Linked DNA regions of Mus musculus: region 1 is linked to region 2. Evidence: chromatin contacts called from public promoter capture Hi-C data. All regions are on one chromosome and are shown on one strand. Each heading gives the region's core, a stretch centred on a gene start, on an enhancer-like site or on the middle of the called end of the contact. The rest is flanking DNA. Distances are from core to core; before and after follow the strand shown.

What was found. Promoter capture Hi-C pulls out the DNA fragments that hold promoters and counts their contacts.
Region 1: a promoter capture Hi-C map of cranial neural crest shows a contact between it and region 2. The contact joins the enhancer-like site here to the promoter of Dact2 in region 2. A contact is called at or near these places in 6 of 39 promoter capture datasets (cranial neural crest, embryonic stem cells, epiblast stem cells and 3 more), 2 of 15 datasets of contacts at CTCF or cohesin (both in the NIH/3T3 cell line), 2 of 484 Hi-C or Micro-C datasets (cortical neurons and palatal mesenchyme), 8 of 115 datasets of contacts at active chromatin or transcription factors (craniofacial prominence, differentiating embryonic stem cells, embryonic forebrain and 5 more) and 3 of 9 other capture datasets (adipose tissue, embryonic stem cells and pancreatic islet).

The regions. Positions count from the first base shown.
Region 1 is chr17:14,508,876-14,513,968 of GRCm38.p6, reverse strand. All of the region lies in intron 2 of Gm34916 (a long non-coding RNA gene), which reads left to right. Among named protein-coding and RNA genes, the nearest start is that of Gm34916, 11 kb to the left of the region's middle. Within about 2 kb of position 3,273, at least 12 of the 459 cell types and tissues checked have an H3K27ac peak or open chromatin away from gene starts, as enhancers often do.
Region 2 is chr17:14,201,468-14,206,253 of GRCm38.p6, reverse strand. It overlaps Dact2 (dishevelled-binding antagonist of beta-catenin 2), which reads left to right and starts at 2,423. Exons shown (of 4, transcript NM_172826.3): 1 at 2,423-2,740. The coding sequence starts at 2,525. It overlaps Gm34510 (a long non-coding RNA gene), which reads right to left and starts at 2,547. Exons shown (of 3, transcript XR_001782252.2): 1 at 2,454-2,547.

The DNA.
Region 1 (5,093 bases), core at 2,024-4,523, 310 kb before region 2:
AGCAAAGGAAGGGAACTGCACACCATCCCAGGGCTGGCTACTTCCACTTCTCCCATGTCTCCCAAATTGGATCCAAAGCAACAATCAACACACACACACACACACACACACACACACACACACACACATACACACATACTGCCAGCCTTTGGTTCCCAAACTCTCAAAGCCACTTTGCCTCTACGATTTTTCTTTCTCATACTACACCCTGCCCAGACCTGTCGATGAGTCAGCAAGACTGTAGGCTCCTTTCTGTGAGTCTGTCCACCCCACTGCTGTTCTACTCTAAGTCTCTGGGCTCCTTCCTGCCCACCAGGCAGAGCCTCACTCCACAAGGCTCCAGCTCAGTCCAGCCTGGCATTCCACAAGCTCACACACAGGAAAGGAGTCCCTGAAACTGGAGATAAATGGCTTGCTTTTCTAGTTTCAAGGTAATTTGCATAAATTTTCTCGCTAAGCATAGCAACCTTATCTTAATTATGTATTTTCATCTAATTCTCCCATTACACGGGCTTCTGGAAGTCTCCTCCATCCTGCCGCCTCAGAGCACGGTGCCTTGTTTCAGTCAGGTAAGACCAGAAGTAAGAAAACTGCTCAGGGCAGAAATTGACAGACGGACTTAACATGAAGTGCCTGACGGGCCACGCCCAGAAGGTTCTACCCACTAGTAAGCTGGATACGTGCTAAGGTCAGAAAAACATTTTTGTTTGTTGGTTTGTTTTCGAGACAGGGTTTCTCTGTGTAGCCCTGGCTGTCCTGAAACTCACGCTGTAGACCAGGCTGGCCTCGAACTCAGAAATCCGCCTGCCTCTGCCTCCCACCTGCAGGGATTAAAGGCGTGCGTCACCAGTGCCCGGCTCAGAAAAACATTTAACATCTCAGAAGTTACTACTGGATGCTTGAAGCTTTTGCCCTTGATTTCATACCTCAGATATTCCTAAGCTCTCTGTCACTGTCAACAGATCAGGCTATCCCAGGAAGGAGTGGAGGGAATTTAGTGGAGGGAATTTAAATCTATCAATTTAGTGATAGATTCTCAAGACAGGAATGAGATCGGTGTCTCTGTGATCTGGGAGGAAGAGAGGACTACATATCTACTGGGGAGTCAACCAGGAGTCCACAGGGACTGTACCATCAAACACTAATTAACTCAGGGTTGTAGGGGCCTAGGAAAGAGTTGGGTTTATAGTGGACAGGGAAGGACAGTGCTACCCATTCTCCCCAGGGACCCAGATCAACACCGCTGAGTCCCCAAGAGGACCAGTGAAGCTACTTCTCAGCTCCTGCCCGTCCTTTGCCAACATCCCCTTCATTTCCACAAAAGTAATGGGAAAAAAAAAAAAAAAAAAAGACCATTTTGGTACTAGCCATCCATTCTGAATGCTAGCAATCCTGCTGCTGAGTTCTTTGTATTTAATTTATCCTTTAAATCTTTACTAAAATAGTAAGTCTATGATGGAAATAATACCACACCAAAAGAAAACTGAGGCAAAAGAGTTCATCATCTGGCCTAAGGTCAAAGTTTTACAAGGTGGACCCCCGTTGAGGTCACCCAAGGACACCTCTGGAATTCTGTACAGGCACAGAAAGGACACAGTGGGGTTTAAACCAAAGTAAAGCACGCACAGGAATTCATGTATTGAGATGGTTTGAAGACCATGCAGTAAGACGGGACAGAGAGGAGGCCAGTGGGAACATGGGAATGAGAATCAGGCCCAGCCCCAGCTGAAGCTGCTGCTCACACTCAGGGTCTGGGGGCCAGGTCTCCAATCTCCAGTGTTGCACTGCCCTGCACCTAACTGTGGCCACAATAGGAAAGATAAAGTCCTACCCAGCAGCAGGCTCAGAGAGGACACTCGAGGAGGCAGGTGGAGGGAGAGCCAGAGCCGGGTACTCTTTTAGTCCTTTGCTGCCCAATCTCCCTGACACTAAATATGAACCAGATGCCGGGGGAAACACGGGTAAATGTAATTTCAGTGTTGGATTTATCATGATCTTCTGTTGCTAATGCTCCAAAAGTTTATGTCATTTCTAAATATAACTAACTTCTAAATATGTGGGTTACCTTCCCCACAAAAAAATAAATAAATAAAAAGTATGTTCAAATGTCATTTACCCTAGCCATTAATAACTGCCTGATGTCAGCACGAGCCAGAAACTGGGAACGATTCTGTAAATCTCCATTTATTATAAATTGAGATTCATACTCAAAAATATTGGAATGACATTTGTAAGCTGTCTTAGTACACTTCTCTATATTTAGAAGCGGCTTGAAATGGTCTTTTTCAAATTGCTCGGATCAGCTCAGGGACGTTGGAAACTTCTGAAACGGTTATTGGATTTCATAATGGCTCCCATCTTGAATACCCTTCGGCTTGTGCTTGTTTATAAGTGTTCGTAGAGATGCGTGCATAACAGAGTATGTAACACCTTATTTTCATCTTTTTAAAGTTAATGTTGTACGCTGAGAAACCAGTACTGGTTGGATTGTTTCCAATGGTTCGTTTAGGAATGAGCCTTACTGGAACCGAGAGAAACACAAATCCTCACCTATGAGTGAGAGTCAAGCAAGGTTGGGAGAGGGGCGTGCAAAAGGCTGGTCTAGCTCTTTCCCTTACACGTACCATATTCTCTGTTAGCTCCTCTTGGTGTTTAAGAAAAAGAAAAATCAAATGGGGTCTCATTCTCTAGAGACAGGTTCAGGCTTCTCCAACCCTGGCAGTGCCTAAGCACCTTATTGGCCTATCTGTCTGTCTTTCTGTCTGTCTGTGAAACCTTCTTGACAATACTAGAAGGTGTCGACTTTAGCTCTAAACAGAACACAAGCCTCTGATCTTTACACTGCTTTAGGTAGCATGAGTTTGCTGCACGGGAACCCTGCAGAACAATCCTTGATGATATGCAAAGTCACTTCTCGCCACACACTGGAGGTGGACTCCATTGTAACAATGTGGTTCCCGTGCTACACTGCAGTACAGAGCAGGCTTATAATCCACCCAGAGACCGAGTGCTGACATCTCTGATTCCACAGCAAGTCTGGCTTGGGGGTTGCTGCACTTGATAGTTCTTGCTCTGAGTTCTTTCCTCTCCTGGAGCCAGTCCTGAACTGGGCATCCAGCTCATGTCTTAGTCTGACCCATGGAAGAGCCTTGAGTGATTACAGTTTATAGGACCAACATATTCCATAGAATGTGGCAAGCGTCTTGTAATAAGAGAGGGTGTTCAGAGCCGGGCCATTCCACAGCTGGTGGGGCACATTCTTTGGCCCGCTGCCAACAGCTCCATCTACCACCTGCCTTTGAAGGTCTCCACTTTCAGACGGGATGCACCTGGAGGGGTCAGTACCTATGACTTCATTGATTGTATCAGGTCTGCAAGCCCGTGCATAAACACCATCTGGCACTCAGCGGTTCTGCAGAATGCTACAGAGTAGAGCAAGGCCCTCCACATCCCAAGCACTAAGCAGACCTGGGGGTTGGGACCCAAAGAGCCTGAAAGGTAGTGATTCAAACATACAATTTGTTCTCTTCCAGCCCCGTGCAGACGATTCATTTCCAAAGTTCTCAGAATCACGCGTGTGGTTGTTCAGGGCATAGGTCCGGTTTCTATATGTTGCCTCTTCATGTTTTCTTCTGAGATGGGGGTCTCATCATATGGTTCAGGCCAATCCTAAAATTCCTAAACTCCCAAATGCTAAGAAGCAAACCACTGTCTTTGGAAGAATATCCCCTTCTTTTTATTCAGCATTTTCAACCTGATATGATTTTCTTTCCCGGACGTTTAGAAAACAGTAGAAACCTTGCAGAAAACTGTTCCCCTCTCTCCCTTGCTTCAGTGATCCTTAGCTCTCATCACCCTTGTTGACTTTGTTTGGAGTTTGTGTGTTCATTCCAATTACTTTTAATTCATTTTTAGCACAGTCTCTATCTCCTCCATTGCTTCACGTGTTATCTGAATGTATCTTTATAACCCCATCTGAAAGTGGATTTCATGTAGAAAACAGATAATTGGGTCTTTATCATGGTTATTTGTTCTGACAATGTTTGCCATTAATATTTGGACCATTCTTGCTTACCTAGGATAGCAGATTGTGATCAGCATCTGATGTGTCTTTCACTGAATCGCTGCCTCTCTCCCTCCCTCCCTTCCTCCCCTTTCTTCCTCCTTCACTCTAGTCTAAACCTCAGGGCCGACCCCACCCCCTATTGCATGTGAACGATCATCTGCAAGTTATTAAGATCTTCGAACCCATCTTCCATGGCAGACGATGGGCTCTGAGGAATCCTTAGATTGGCTCATTGCTGTAGGCAATGGAATCTTTAGTGCTCAAGCATCAATCAAAAGTGAATCTAAACAGAAGATTTCTTTAGACACACACTATACTCATCTCTACCCCCGTGTCCCTCTGGTCCCATGCCTTGAGCCCCCATACACATTGCACCACCCACATGTGTGGGTTTGCCCACCATTCCTTTAGCTCCACTCTGGGAAGAGGTGGCCACAGCTTCTTGGCACAGGCTGAGGGACCCTTGTGCGAGGCGTAAGTGGGAAGTAGAAACAGCTATATCAAACCACACACACCTCTAGTCTAGGACTCAACTCAGCATGCCACCGTGCTGGGGATGCAGCAGATAACTTCAAGCAAGGGCTACAGGCAGGAACCCTGCAGCCTAGAGAGAACTGACTTTATCTTCTTTGTCTCTATTGAAATTTTCAGAAAAAAATTTGAACAGATTGTAATTCAAGCCCCTTTATTTACTACAAAAAAGCCAAAGCTATTGAGCATAAAGTAAGAAGCTATAGGTAAATAGATCTCTCTAGCCTTTTGACTCAGTACTCACAAGACATTTTACTTTATTTTATTTATTTATTAGATTTAACTTACTAATCTCACCCATAATTTAATCTTCACTTGAATCATAACATTTTTAGAATTGAAGCAAGAAGCAAATTTTTCATCAAATTCCTTCATTTCTCAAGTAGGAAAATGGAGGCTTAGTACATTCAAAAGGCTTGCCAGAGAGAAGGTGACTTGATAAATGATCAAGTGAAACCCCGGTGTACTGTACACTCTCCTCTGACCAGGCTGCACA
Region 2 (4,786 bases), core at 1,174-3,673:
ATCCTGGAAACTGTACAGGGCATCACAGCTCAGTCCATGCTATGCCTATTCAAGTACTGTAGTTAATACTCAGAAACAATTAATTAAGCCCTGTCCTATAAACAGAGGTTAGAGTTGAGAAACCACCCTACAGAGCAGTGTCTGGCTAAGGATCCCGCTCACTGTACACTGTACACTGTACCTGCACACTTAGTCAAGTTGAGCGCAGTGTGTCCAAATCTTCAGCCCCAGTCATCACAAGTGTGGGTGTCTCAGTCACTTCTTCAGAACAAAACTCTGGACAGACTCATTTTAGGCCTTTTGGAGACACTTGCCCAGTTGACTTCCAGGACCCCTCCCCCACAACCCCCATTACCCACCTGTAAGTTATGAGAACACGGGTTTCCTCACACTTGCCAGCTGTGGGCATCATTACCCCCTCCCATGTCTGCTCATCTGATTAAAAGGAAGTTTTACTTGTTTTATAAAGGGTATGCTGTGAGGGCAGGGCATAGTTACAGGCATTAGCACACAAGAATAATCTTATGCCCCAGCAGTGAACACCTAAAAATGAAACTGGAAAACGGTTTACAACACTATAAAAATTAAAAAAAAAAAAACCTCAAAAACAAATTGGACACGGGAACAAGGCTTACTGATAATCTGAGGCATGGTTGAATAAACTGAAAGTGGACCTGATTGTGTGGCAAGGGGCCCATGTCTGTGCACCAAGAACACTCAACTTAATGTAATATTTCCTATTGACTGACAGGTTCCGGGCATCCCCCAACAAGACCCATGCTGTCTTCTTTGCAGACACTGGCCACGTGACCCATAAATTCTGTGGAAATAGGGAGGGCACAGAGCAGGAGGCAGTAGTGAGAAGATACAGGGCTGGAGAGCTTATGTGTCCAGACTTCAGAACCCAGTGAAAAGGTGAGTCATTGACACAGCCTGGAACAAGCATAAATATGACAGAAAACAGAAATTCCTTCTCCATATCAGCTGACCCTCCATTGATCTACACCTCTCACTGTTTCCTGTTGGGCAGTGGGCTACACTGTCTGCAGAAAAATGAAAGAGACTCAGGAGGATCAAGGACAGAGCTCAGCCTGAGAGGATGAAGGACTTCAGAGTATCAGCTTTAAACTACAAAAGCTTAGAAGTCTGTAGCTTCGAATCAGGCAGCGACTTCTCAGTCGTCACACAGAAAGCAGTAAAAAGCGGGGAAAACTGGTGCAAGGAGGTAAAGATAAAGAGTAAAAACTTTAACCAAGCTCAGTGCTGCGAAGCTGTGATCTAGGTACACACAGAAGGCTGGAGTTCCTTGGAGACCAGCCTGGTCTACGGAGTAGTTCTGTTGTAGTAAGACCCGGTCTTAGAACCAAACAAAACAAAAATAGGGAAGTAAAATGAATAGAAACCTGTAGACTGGAGAAAACATTGTGAGAATCCTGTATCTAAGAAAGAAATTGCAAATAAGGAAAGAGTTTAAAGGAGACTCTGGTCTTCGTTACTAAGGAGATAGCCAACTTAAAGCAAGTAGCGAACCTGAATGACCGATTCTACAGGGAAAAGATACTTAACTTCCTCCTGCCCGAGGAATCACTGCAAGCTACACTCCACAGGCCTGGGTGCTCTGGATGGAGGCACCTTCCCACCCCTGCTTGGGAGGAAATGGTAAGAACACGGGAAAGTGGTCTCTTCAGTAACCACCCGCGATTCAACAATTCCTGCCTTCGGTAGACACTCAAGGAAGAGAAAAGCATTTTCATCCTGCCTGTGTGCAGAAGTGGATGACAGCTTCTTCCTAACTTATCACTGGAGGAACATGAAGACTATAGATACTCTACTCGGCCAGTAAAGTGCTGCAAAATGGGCGCGCCCGGAAGTCTAACAGCAAAAGACCCGGATAACAGGATTCCACTCAAGACAGTGTCCACAGGAGGCCGCTGGGGGGCTCTGAGCATGGAGTGAGTAAAGGAGGTGGGGGCGACTGAGAGTGTGCGGCTTGCTTCTGGGATCCAGACAGTGTTGCTGAAGTGACCACCATGGTGAGAGCTGCACACCTCAGGAACTTTCTAGAAGCTTCCTTAAAGGTGCGTAGCATGTGTGTGAAGCTGGACTCGGTACTGAGAAGCGAGCGCAGGTTTTCCATGTACATTGGCGAACCTGGTATAGGATTTTCCATTTTAATCAGCTTACAAATAGGAACGTGCGTCTTGCAATGTAAATTTTTTTCTTTTGTAATTTTTTTAAATTTAAAAACCTAAACAAAACCTTTGCCTATGCTTAAGCTCCTCTCTGTCCCTCTGCGGAGGGGCTTTTGGCCTTCCCCGATGAGCTCATAGGTCCCAGGGGCGCAGGGGTTGGGCGAGGGCGCGGCCGGTCGACGGGGCGGGCAGGGGGCGGCCGCTGTGACCTCGGGCGTCGCAAACACCGCCCTCCGCGGCCAGCGATAGGTCCCAACCCACCTAAGCGACCTGCAGCCGGGGGCGGGGAGACGCGACGGGGACGCGCGGCGCGGCGGTTGAGCGTCCGGGAGATGTGGGCACCGAGCGGCCAGGGGCCCGCGGGTTGGGACCGCCGCAGGGTGGGCGCGCGACTACGAGCCGCACTGGCCGGGCTGCAGGAGCTTCAGGGGCTGCGAGCCACGCAGCAAGCACGCGTGCGGGGAGCTCTGGGCCTGCACCCTGCGCCAGGGCCCCGCGGCCAGGAGCTGCGTCTGGAGGCGGCGCTGACCGCGCTACGGGAGCAGCTGGTAAGGAGCAAGTTGGGCGCGAGCGGCCGAAGGGACCTGCTGGGGCGCGATCGGGGCGCAGTTGCGTGGAATGTGCGAGCGGAAAGAGCAGATGCGCGGCTGCGTGGGGAGCGCGCCGCGGGGTGCGAGCTGGAGAGCCGCGCGCGGGACCCGGGGTTGACTGCGCACCGCCTCTGCGGCGGACACAACCTTGGTGCGGCGGCGCGCAAGTCTGGCTAGACACAGGCTGTTGTGGTGGGGAGCGTGGGCTCCATTCCGCCTGGCAGGAGTCTGCGCACATACTGACCTCATCCCGGGAGCAGGTCATCCGGCTACACTGCGTGGCTACACTGCGTGAACTTGAGCCACAGGGCACTGTACTGGGTTTGCTTGGGTCATTGAGGAGTCTTGCCCGCTGAGGATCGTCTCCAAGATTGCACGTCACCTGATCCCATTAAAAAAAAAAAAAAAATAAGACGAGTGTCCTCCGGTATGCGGAACGTGGGAGAGGGGATTAGTGGCGCTTTCTCATCTACCCGCGCCCATCGAGTCCCCCTCTGTAGACCACTTGGGGCCCCTCGGGAGTAGAATTGCTACCCATTTCTAGAAACAGCTCAAGGTTCCTTCCCCTCAGTACTGCAGTATTTTTAAAAGAACAAAATAGTGCGCACTCGAAAGAGTGTGATAGCGTTGCGTCCACAACTCTTTAAGTGGGATTTTTTTTTCACGGTGAAATTTGGATCTGTCCTGTTGAAAGTAGCCTCTTGGTAAAGTTCAGGGTGAAACTGCTGTGTTCCAATCAACTTTAGTTCAGAATAGTGTTGGGTTTGTGTCTAAAGAATCAGGAAGTCCAGTGTCTGAGTCACTACTCCCCAGGACACCTGGAATCTTCCCTGAGTGTAAGAGATCTGGCTGAGGGCGGAATCCAGCTGACAGTCTCCTCCAGTCTGAGACACCCAACTGCTGCCCAGAGAGAGACATGGCCGGTGAGGACTGGACTCTGTACACTGTTGCACCCACGGGACCAAGGCATTATAACAGGTGCCTGTCTTTAGGGGTGGGTGGGGGTGCTCCACACTGGTCACGTGATCTCAGCCAGGCAGGCGCACTGATGAGTTACAAGCATGACCCGTTCCTGAAGGTTAACGATTAAACCCCCCCCCCCACGTCAGCAATACACAAACCCAATCTGTGAGCCCTCACACTCCAATTACCAGGAGCCTGTGGAGAGATCAAACAAGCTTTTTGTTGACACACTCCCCCTCCTCTCCAGGAGACCAGGAGGAACACACTGGCTTTGTCTTGAAACTTGGTTCACGGGGGAAAAGTGAAAAATAATTGAATTCTATGTGGCTTTATCACTTCACCATGTTTCTTATGCGGGGTGGGGTAGGGGGTGGGGTGGAGGGAGGGTGGGGGTGGATGGGAGCAATGTTACTTGTTGAGTAAAGAAAACGGGGAAAGAGCTGCAGTACCTTCTAGTTAAACCGCTTAAACCGCGGCACATAGCCCTCCCGCTGGCTCACCTGGCCCCCAGCCCTCCTTCTAGTGTGAAAAAGGAAGACTCCTATAGTCCTCAACAGTTATCCTGCAGCAATTCTCTAGTAAGGATGGGTTTAGCATTTCTAGGGATTTGGTGTCCATCAGATGGGCTACACCCTGCTAATTGCAGTGTCAAAAGTCACAAAGAGAACTCAGTAGCAGCTGCTTAGAGGAATTTTGTTCGCTAGATAAATCAGTGACCCTTAATGGCTGACACCAAAAAGATAGACTTCTCTGCTAATGAAATCCCATGCCCTCTGACCCTTGACCCCACACTCGGCTGCAGGTGACCCTTTAAACAGTAGGATGCCCGGTGAATGTTTTCACAGAAACTTGTAACAGAAAGTGGCCTTTCAGTCCCCCACACGTGGGCTTAAGTAGGAGCATTCGCTGCATGGCACCAAGCCAAGAAGCTGAAACATTCTATCTTGCCTCTGCTACATCCCGGGGGAGACAGGATGCAGACCGATATGAGGATCATCCCACAGGGGTTAACCGGTCCTGACTTGTTCTGAAAGGGACAGC